2 separate regions of the Rattus norvegicus genome follow, and region 2 is linked to region 1. A link is a contact called in public Hi-C data. All regions are on one chromosome and are shown on one strand. The core of a region is the stretch at or near the end of the contact, and the rest is flanking DNA. Distances in the headings are between cores, read along the strand shown. Region 1 holds the start of Kcnn3 (potassium calcium-activated channel subfamily N member 3). Region 2 overlaps Kcnn3 (potassium calcium-activated channel subfamily N member 3).

Region 1 (5,383 bases), core at 729-3,228:
TCCCATCCTAAGGAGAAGCGCTCCCCGTGCGATGCCAAGGCGGTGCCCATCTGCTCTGCCTGGGTAACACCTGTAGCCATTTTTATCAGGCCATGTTTACAAGACAGCAGCAGGTTTATTCTGAGTCCTCTTTCCTGAGGGAAAGCACTGCTGACTCCCTCCACCTATATTTTTAACCCGGTGCCCTTGGGAGAGACCTGGGAGCATCTGTATTTTACCCTGGAGTCTCTCTGGGAAGAAAAGGGAAATAGAAACTTGAGGGGGGGCTGGAGAATGGTACAGGATCCCCACCCCCAACCAGACATTTATTTCTTTTTTATCCTGGGGAAAATGGAGTGGAGCAGGGAGGGGAGACGAGGAGGGAAGTAGCAGGAACTGGCAAACACATCAAGGCAGAGTGTAATTAATTGGTGCGTTAAGCTGCTGGGTTATGCTTTAGTACGAGTGAGCCTGGAGGAAAAGAGCGATTTCTCAGAAGGGATTCTTTAATCCTCCCTAACGCAGAGTCTGCAAATTAGACACAGTGCATGGGGATGTCCCCACAAAGGGAAGCAAGAAAGGAATTCTCACAGGACCAAGGAAGAAAACCATGAGAAGTTAGGATGTTCCATGTAACTAAGCAAAGGAAATACATCTCTCTCTCTCTCTCTCTCTCTCTCTCTCTCTCTCTCTCTCTCTCTCTCTCTCTCTCTCTCTCCTCTACATACTCCTTTTGTTGAATGTATAAAGAGAAACCACAGTCGTCCCTACCTTTGAGTACAAACCCCAAGACAGTTCGGTCTCTATCACCATAACAACAATTCCAAACATCCCAAAAATCAGAGCATAGTCACTCAGTCGCTTTCTCTTTTCAAACAGGGCCCTCCTGTGCCCCAGCTTATAGCCAATGTTTTGGTTTTTCCGCTTGTTGGCTTTGGGGAAGGTGGTGCTGCCAGCAGTGGTGCCGGCATGCTGGTGGTTGTGGGTAGCGTTGGGGTGATGGAGCAGAGTCTGGTGGGCATGGTTATCCTCCCTGGAGGAGATGATAATCTCTGGGGGGTTGCTGGGACTGAAGAGCTGGAGGGGTTGGCCCTCAGGCTCGGCCTCGATAAGGTTTCTCCGAGAGGCGCTGAGGCGGCTGAGGGGCTTCATGACCCCACCGCTGTATTTGCAGGAGCTCATAGCTATCTCCGTGAAGGGATTGCTGTCCCGCCGGTGCACCAGGGGGCTGGCCTGCCGGTGCCGGCTGCCTCCACCAGGCCCACTTGTGGCTGTGGAACTTGGAGAGTGGCCAAGCAAGTGGTCATTGAGATTTAGCTGGCTGCCTTGCCTGGAGGAAGGGTGGAGGATGGCGGTGGAGTTGGCTGAATTGGGAGCCCTGAAAGCCGTGGGAGAAGAGTGCAACAGACCAGGATGGACAAGCTGGCTCTGGAGTTGGGCAAGCTGAGGCAGGGGGTGCAGTGGAGCCTGCTGCTGCTGCTGCTGCTGCTGCTGCTGCTGCTGCTGCTGCTGCTGCTGCTGAAGCTGCGGAGGCTGAGGCTGCAGCAAGGGTCCCGGAGGCTGCTGGGGGACTGCTGGTGGCGCTGACGGTGGTGGCGGTTGCTGTTGCTGCTGTTGCTCGTCCCCAGAAGATGGACAGGGACACTTGGGGTCTTCATCCAGATCCCCCACCCCCGAGTCATGGAAGTGCCCAGAAGTGTCCATCTTGGGGCCTGGCTGGGTTCCCTGCAGCACGACCCTCCACCCCAAAGCCACCCTCGTTCCAAAGATGACCTCAAAGAAAGCCAGGCATCCAAGCTTCCCCACCAGAAGTGTCTTGGCTCCAGTCCTCTCTCTTTGGTTTGCTTCAGTTCTCTGGGGCTGCCACTCGAGTGTGCATTGTATTGGGCGGATAGAAAAGCCAGGAGAGGAGCTGGGAGAAGGAGGAAGGGGCGAAAAGAACTCTATTCTGAAGGCGGTCCTCTAGGAGTGTATGAGGCAGACTCAGCTTCACTCCTCGCTGGCTCAATCGCTTCGCTCTCCTCCTCCTGACACTGTTATATGGCAAGCCAAGCCCACTTATTAGCCAGCAGTTTCATTGGCTTAGCTTAACTCTCCAACCCCCTCCTAACTCCGCCTCCCAATCAGGCTCCGCCTCAAAGAAGGGGCCTGCCATCCTTCGCTCCTCGCCGGGAGGCAGCGCAACGAGGACTGGGAACTGTAGTTTTTGCTCCAAGACCACTACCACTCCGACCCTTCCACACTCCGCCCCCGAGCTGAGCAGCTGCCTTCTTTCCTCTTGGAGGTATGGTCAGGATAACTGATGCCCACAGCAATCCGGGATGAACGTTGGCGCTGGGGCGGTGGAAGGAAGGGATTGAGAGCATCCTGAAGGGGAAGCTGTCACCATGCTGGGGGAACCGGGAACGGAGGACAAACGTTGATTAATGGCCAGTGTCTGTGCAGGTTGTTTCACGCATTGCATTCCAGGTACACCTTCCAAAGCCCAAGGGAATAGGGACTGAGCTCGCATTTTACAAAGAAAATTCACACCGGGAAATGTTGAATGTGGACCGCCAGAAGCGGAAGGGATCTACTCCTCCTGCCAGGGAGAAGCTCACCTACCACTGTCAGAGCACCTGCGCTGTGTACAGGAGCCTCTGTTATTTCCAATCGTCACATCAACTCTTTGAATGACGTCATCGTCCTAAAAAAGAAATAAAAGGAGGAAAGAGAAAAGAAAAGAAGCCCACTCACAGGCAGATGAGAAATATAGCTCTTGCCACTCCACTTATAATTAAAGGCACTGGGATTTGAACAGAGACCAATCAGAGCCCACTGCTCCTCTGCCGCTGCCCAGATGCTTTCCCCCCATTCTGATCAACACACAGTGGTCCTTCAGTAGCTAGTATTCACATGATGGATGGGAAAGAGCCAAAGAGAATCCGTCAAGGAAGAGCTAACTTCCCCAAAGCAGGATGTGTGAAGTAACCTGGATCCAGCCTCTTCCGGAACAGCTGGGCCTGGAGTCACCTCAGGCTCTGTAAGGAAGACTGGAGATCCCAGTGACTCCATGTCTGACCTGCCCCATGGGTCTCTGAGAGTCAGAGCTGAAAACAGCTGCTGGCTTCCCTGGTTCAGACTCTCCTCATAAAGTATTTATTAGGCTCTCACTGTGTGCAGAAGAAGCTCCAAGGGGACAAGGCCAGAGATGAATTCATTTCCATTTTTAATTGTGACAGCCTATAGAGAGTGTTATGAAATTCCTCTAAGCATACCTGGGGTCTTAAGGGGGAGACGTCGACTGTCGACTTCCCAGTTCCCACCATCCTCAGGCTTCTGTCTAGTGTCTTCCCTAGGTGAGTATGGAAATGCTAGGAGATCCAGGCACACACAGAGATGCATATGTGTGGCCATGCATGTGTACAGGTATGAGCATACACTACCCTGTGCACACCAAGCGTGCTTCCAAAGCACTTCTCCTGAACAGTGAGCACCAAATCTCCATGCCAGAGAGCATGACAGAGTTCCCACCAAATGAGCTCAGAGCCCTCCCCTCTGCAGGCTGCTGTGACAACTGAGAGGTGAACTACAAACCACACCCTCATCTACCTGATGATAACATTCACTCTTGCACAAGATTGCTATGGAGGATGATGGAGCAATGAATGAATACACACACACACACACACACACACACACACACACACATACACACACACACACTAGTGCAAGCCTAGTTTCTCGGGCATGTTTCCATGATCGGACAGGCTCCCAAGCCCCTACCTTATCTTCTAGGAAGCCTAGCAGGACCAGTCCATGTTCTCACCTGCCTCCTTCCTCCCCACCCCACCCTCACCCCCCCCCATCAATCCTGAGTCAACGGTCTGACTCAAGGCTCTGGATCACATGATTAGGTTTAATGATCGTTAATAAATTATTGCTAATACATTGTTAGGAGCAAAAATGAGCTGCTAGCACTGGAATTTCGTGACAGATATAGATTCTGCTCAGTGGAAAATTAATTTCCAGGCCTGGAAGTTTCTTTGCCCTTTCTACCACACAGGTTGACTTCTGGATCCACTAACCTTTCTGGGTCAGTTATTCTAACTGTGACAGCAGGATCCAAATAGGGAAGAAATGCCACCATCATGAATACAGCTGCTCTACAGCCAGAGCCCATCTGGAAATGGTCTAAACTTGAGAAGGATGCTCTCCCACCATGGGTGCAAAAATTGTGTCCTGAGAAAAGTTGTACTTAAAGCTGGAGCACACTCCCCATGGGGGAGTCCTGACTACCATGGATGGTCACCCAACACAATAAGATGCCCTTCTGGTCCTCAGCTTCCTACACTATAAAATAAAAGAAAAGAGGGTCCCTGGCTTCTGTGAGCAGACCAATATAAGGATCCTATCCCACCCCCACCCTCAAACCTCCCACATCACTGGACATAGCAACTTTGCCCCTCCACAGTGTGCTGGGCAGTACTGGTTGGTTGGGTGGGTGGGTGGTTGGGTGCTTGGTTGGTTGGGTGGTTGAGTGCTTGGTGGGTTGATTGGTTGTTTGGGTGGGTGGGTGCTTGGGTGCTTGGTTGGTTGGTTGGTTGGGTGCTTGGGTGCATGGGTGCATGGATGCTTGGTTGGTTGGGTGGGTGCTTGGGTGCTTGGTTGGTTGGGTGGGTGGGTGGGTGGGTGGGTGGGTGGATGCTTGGTTGGTTGGTTGGGTGCTTGGGTGCTTGGTTGGTTGGGTGGGTGGGTGGGTGGATGAGTGCTTGTTTGCTTGCTTGCTTACTTGCTTGCTTGTGTGGGTGGGTGGGTTGGTTGGTTTGAGACAGGGTCTCTTTATGTAACCCTGACTGTCCTGGGCCTCGATATGTAAACCAAGCTGGATTCAGACTCACAAAGATCCACCTGCCTCTGCCTCCCAAGTGCTGGGATCAAAGGTGTGTGCCACCACACCCAGCAGGTGGTTTTTAAAAGTCCACTGTGACAGGTCTTCTGAACTCCAGTTCACCAGCATCACAGTGGCAACTTGAAATCATTTGTGGTAGGAATGTCTACCCCACAGAAAGAACACACACGTCCTTCAGGGCTTGTTTCTTCCTGCCAGTGGCTACCAAGTTTTTACTGGCTAGTAAGCATCGACCAGCACATGGATACCTCCTGTTCCAGCTTCCACTCTAGCCCATGGGCTGTTCACTTCCAAAGACTCTGTTCCTAGCACAGAGCACACATCTGGCTTTCAGAGAAGCCCTGGGTCAATTGCTAACACTCTCACATCCCCATTGATAGCCTCAAGGGAGTGCCAGCCACAGCTTTGTGACTTTAAAGTGTGTGCAGATGAGTGAATCAGCCAGAATCTCTGCATCCACAGAGGCTGAGGGGAACAGCCTTTCCATCTGCCCTGAGCTGCACTGCACCCAGT
Region 2 (5,383 bases), core at 1,687-4,186, 92 kb before region 1:
CACATCTCTGGTGCACAGACACATACCAGCAAATGCCTACACGTAAAAAATAAATAGATAAAGGGGTTGGGGATTTAGCTCAGTGGTAGAGCGCTTGCCTAGCAAACACAAGGCCCTGGGTTTGGTCCCCAGCTCCGAAAAAAAGAAAAAGAAAAATAGATATCTAGATAGATAGATAGACAGATAGATATATAAATCCTATTTTAAATCCTAACTTGAGGTCACCTTAGGACTTAAACTATGATTCCAACAATATTTTTCTAGTTACTGAATTTGACTCTTAAGGATTACTCTAACATCAGATGATGAATTCAAATGCTTTTTATTAAACCCTTCGAGCCCTCGTCTTTTAAACATTTAACCTAAAGATTTGTAATCCCTAATTATTGTTCAATTATTTTTTTTTGTTTTGTGCACCTCATCTGTAGCATCTACTTTTCTTTTGACATTAAAATTTAGTTTGACAATCATGTGCAGCTCTGTCCATGAAAAGCTCTCTGGCTTTCACATCAGTCTATTATTAAGATCTTTTTACATTTTAGTTTTATTTTATGTGCATTGGTGTTTTGCCTGCATATATTTCAGAATGAGTGCGATGGATTCCTGCAACTGGAGTTACACATGTGAGCTGCCATGTGGGTGCTAGGAATTGAACCCAGGTCCTCTGGAAGAGCAGACAGTGGTCTGAATCACTGAGCCATCTCTCCAGCCCCTATTATTAAGATCTTAATAGTGAGTCTTTTGTTGTTTCATTCAAATGACAGAGTGGGTCACAGACTGCAAACTCTGTCAAGATGTCCTACTGACTCTTAAGATTTAGCAGATCTGAGGAAAACAGTTTCGTTGCTCATGTGACTCTAGGTTGGCTAATCTTATGATTTAATACAATTCCAGAAACAGTAGTGGATATGTTTAGGGGTGATCCCTACTGCTCTGCTGACAGAAAGAAGATAATGTCTTAGTTTGACCTTTCTGAGTCTACCAACTCCTTGCCTATCTGTCGGTCATTCTGGAAAAGTTTTCTTCATGTATATCTTTGGCTATATTTCTGTCCAAATCTTGACTTCATAGCCTCCATCTGTGTTAATCACATTTTACTCATCTCTTAGATTCTAAAATAGCTTTTTAGATATTCATCATTCATTCATTTATATTTCTGGAAGAAGGCAGGTGCCACAGTCCATGAAGGTCAGAGGACAACTGCAGAAGCTGGTTCTCATCCCACCACACGAGCTCCCAAGCTCTGACTCAGATCAGGAAGGAAACACCCTTACCCATGAGTGCTCTCTTTGGCCCTCTGGGGAAGCTTCCAAGTTGGTCCTCTACTTTCTACATTTTAAGAAGATCAACATCACTAATGTGGGTTTTCTTTTTCACAAAACCAGTTTTGACTTTCCAGTGCTCTGAGCATGTGCAAGTGTGCTTTCCTTCCTCCACTGCTGTCTTCTTCATAACAGAGACTGCTTGTTACTTTCTCGTGCTTCAAGGCCTAGCTAATCTTTCAAGGCTGCTTCAGGTATCCCACAATTAACGTTCTTTGGCATCTTCGGGGTAATTTTTCTCTTCCTTACTGGGGAGCAGGACCACCTTGACTGGTTTCTTCTCATTTCTCCAGCTAGAGGTAGGACTAGAGGTGAGCTCCCCGCAAGGCGTAGGCTCCTTCCTGATCCATCATCCGATTCTCTCAGTCAGTCATTCACAAACGTTTACAAACACAGACTTCCAAGAGTAAAAAAAAATTTTAGCATATATCACCCTCCTGTGTGTGTGTGTGTGTGTGTGTGTGTGTGTGTGTGTGTGTGTGTGTTGAACACCTGTATATTAAATACAGGCTTAACTCAAATTATCTTAGATAAAATAGCTATGTCTAGAAGCGCTTACCATTTTCACATAGTTTCCACCTATCTTTGTGGAAGGTCCACAGTGGAGTTTGTGCCTCACCAAAGGTCCCCACAACCACAGTCCCAAGCCCCATTCCTCAAGCCCTTTTCGGCTAAGCTCTCTTCAGCTCAGCATGGGGGCTTCCTCTGTGAGCCGCATCCTGTAGACAAGCTCCACACTGCTTTCTTTAAGTCACAGCCATGGCCACGGCCCTCTGTTTCTTCCTGCTTCTGCCTCAGAGCTTCACCAATCACCAACAGAGAACAATAATATGGGTTAGAGCTGGGCATTGGTGCCTTATGCCTTTAATCCCAGCACTTGGGAGGCAGAGGCAGGGGGATCTCTAAGTTTGAGACCAGTCTGGTCTACAGAGTGAGTTCCAGGACAGTCAGGGCTACACAAAGAAACTCTGCCTTGAAAAACAAAAGCCAACCAACAAGCCAGACAAACAAAAACCTACAACAACAAAAAAGAATGTAATTTGGTCCTTCTTTCTCCTCTTCTTCCTCCTCTTCCTCATCCCCCTCCTGCTTTCCAGCCACAGTTCTGAGAATCAACCCAGGGTCTCCTTCTTGCTAGTCAAGTATTCTCCCCTGAGCTATAACCCCAACCCGAGAATGTCCTGGTTCTCTCTGGTTCTACAGGCAAGATCTTTAAATTTAAATTCCTCATTAAAATACCTGCATAAAAAAATTAAAATTCACACAGTCAAAACCAAACACCTGCTGACAAGGCCTGAGACCCTAAGACAGGCAGCCTGTGTACAGCCTGTGGAGCCCTGGTGGGGAAGAATTCAAAAGGGCCCAGCCGGATAAGAGGTTGGAGAAGGTTTGCTTGCAAAGCAAGACTCAGCCCATGTTTGTCAGTGCTGTGGAGGCCTCTCTGCCTCTTCTGAGGAGATAAAGACTTGTAAGTAGGCAGCGAGAACTTCGTTCACAGAGTGCAGGGAAAGCTACCTTCCCAGGCCTGGCACACTGGGACCTGGGGCCTCCACTGTTCCCCTTCCACTGCAGCTTGGCATTTGACAGTGTTTAATGAGGAGGTTCCTGGGGTGGCCCTGGGAGGCCTGTGGGAGGTGGGCACGCAGCCAAGAGAATCCTGGAGAATGCTGAGTGCGGCAACTGTCAGGCTCCGTCCGGAGGCAGTGATGTAATGCATCTCTGGGGTCCCAGCAAAACAAGCTGCCGATGTTGCTGCTGCCCTCCTGGCAACCAGGGGTTGCTCTCCCAACATAGGGCTCCTCTGTGCCATTATTAACTCCCGTCTGTCCTTGGCAGGAGGAGATGTAAAAACATTTATTGTCCCATAAAAGCCAACCCCAGATAGAAGAAATGACTTCTAAAGCACATCTTGCTAAAGAGAATTTCCATAGCAACCTCAGAAGTGTGTGCATACAGCTAGAGACAGGTCCAGCTGATGGAGGCCACCTGAGCCATGTGTAAACCCTGACCAGGGCAACAGCAGCCAGAGCAGGTTCTAGAACCTGTCATGGTGTGTAATGCCATTGACAAGCCACCTCCTCTAACACCAAAGGTGACAGAGCCATCATCCGATCAAACTGAGAGAGATCGAGGTCATCTTGTCATATCCTCCTCCCACCCTGGCTCAACCCTTCAGTCCCCCAGTACAACCCTTGTCTCAGTGTCTCTGCCAGTCATGCCTATTTGACCTTGGAAAGCATAGGGTCACCTTCAGATCTAAAAGAAACTAGCTGGCCACGGCAAGGGAAGAGCTTTGCCTGCGTGCCTGAGTTCTGTACATATCTCACAGTCCTATAGGTCAGATTCTGGGCCAGAGTCAAAGACCAAGAGATCGGAGGACAGAAATGTTGCATGTGGGGAGGCTCTCATGATCAGCATAGGAAGCGGGGCACAGGCTAGGTGTGGCACAGTGGTAACCGAAACCTCCGGTGACTTCTTAGGGACCCCTGGAGTCTGATGACCCTAGACCGGTATCCCTTAGGACAGTGCTTCTCCGCCTTCCTAATGCTGTGACCTTTTAACAGAGTTCCTCATGTCGTGGTGACCCCCCCAACCACAAAACTATTCCACTGCTGCTTCATAACTATAATTTTGGTACTGTTATGAATTGAAACATAAATATCTGATATGCAGATGTCTTGGGCAAACCTCTGTGAACGGGTCGTTCAAACCCACTACTGTAGGTGAAAACTACTGCTCTAGCAGGAAAAGGGGCCTTTAAACTCTATCAGTGGGTTCCTGCCACCTCTGAGTAAGGGGCGTGGCCCTGAGTCAGGCAGCTCCCTTGAGAGGTGGCCTTTTCACAGCCAGCACAATACCAAGTGGAGACGATTGGTGTTCCAGTCAACAGGGCAGAGTAAGTGCACGTAACATCCACTGTACACACACATGCACACACAAATGTGCATGTGCACCCACACAGGTACACAGGAGCATACACACGTGAGCAAACATACATGTATGTATACACATGTATGCACACGAATAAAGACTTCATTGAACATAAACTCAGCCCTGGAAACAGCATGGCAAAGCGATCGAAGACATGGACATCAGAGGAGACCAAACGACAAGTCTGGCATTCTTATGTCACCACAGTAGCCCTCAGACCTCAGACTGGGGACATGGCTATGGCAGTCTAGAGCACAATTTCCTGTCCCTGCAGGATCCAGCCTGGGTTAACAAGAGAAATTTGAAGTTTGGTATTGAACTCATGCTTATATTCTGACTGCTCACTTAGGAGCCCTGTGACCTCAAACTACTTACTTTCCAGCAGCCAGCTCTTACGTGAGGGCAGTCGGCTTCCTTGAGTCTGCTGTTGGGTTAGACTGGGATAGCATGAAACATGAGATATGAACCAGAACAGAGTGAGAAGCGGGAGCCAGGCCATGTTCCTGTGCTCAGCACCACGTGTGCCTAAGCCGTGCCTGAGCCTGTGGTCACAAAGCCTTTTCCCTAGAAGGCAGACTGTGGGCGGCTCTGGCTTTCTTTGTTTCCTGATGTTCAGCGGAAGCTCATAAGTCATGTTTGCAAAGAGAACAGCTGGGGATTCTGTAGCAACACAGGCAAACCAGGGCTAATCTTGTCTAACCTGGGCTAACACAGCCTAATGCAGCTTAGTGCACACTAACTTAATGCAAATCTAACCAGATAAGTCCAGCCTGGACTTGGAAGTTTTAAAGGGTGTTCAGTATCAACTAAGATCCGAAGACTTCTGAAAACAAGGACCTTCAAAATGTGGTATTCTTCAGAAATGAATTAATAAGTCACCATACTTAGGACAGTTTCAATAAACAATGAAGCTCACTTGCAGGCCTCTGGTTGTATGTTTAGCCAGCTTGTCCATTTGAAATGCATGCCCGACAAGTATTCATTAAATACATGTATTTCAAACAGACAAGCTCAAGTGCCCCAAAGGGCTACACAAATTCAATCGCCACTGTTGGAAACGTTGGCTTCTGATGGTTAGACATAAAACAGGGTGAGTATCAGTGGACATTTGGTAAGAGTCTGTCTACTCT

Evidence for each region. A called contact is a pair of places that touch in the nucleus more often than the background predicts.
Region 2: a Hi-C map of Schwann cells shows a contact between it and region 1, with 2.1 times the contacts expected there. The contact joins the enhancer-like site here to the promoter of Kcnn3 in region 1. A contact is called at or near these places in 7 of 12 Hi-C or Micro-C datasets (the Rat2 cell line, Schwann cells, hepatocytes and 3 more).

What each region holds. Positions count from the first base shown.
Region 1 is chr2:177,230,935-177,236,317 of GRCr8, reverse strand. Kcnn3 (potassium calcium-activated channel subfamily N member 3) reads right to left here and starts at 1,978. Exons shown (of 8, transcript NM_019315.3): 1 at 751-1,978. The coding sequence starts at 1,683.
Region 2 is chr2:177,324,149-177,329,531 of GRCr8, reverse strand. The region is part of intron 3 of Kcnn3 (potassium calcium-activated channel subfamily N member 3); the gene reads right to left. Among named protein-coding and RNA genes, the nearest start is that of Kcnn3, 92 kb to the right of the region's middle. Within about 2 kb of position 2,936, at least 23 of the 93 cell types and tissues checked have an H3K27ac peak or open chromatin away from gene starts, as enhancers often do. A contact at or near this core is called in Schwann cells, where this site is marked.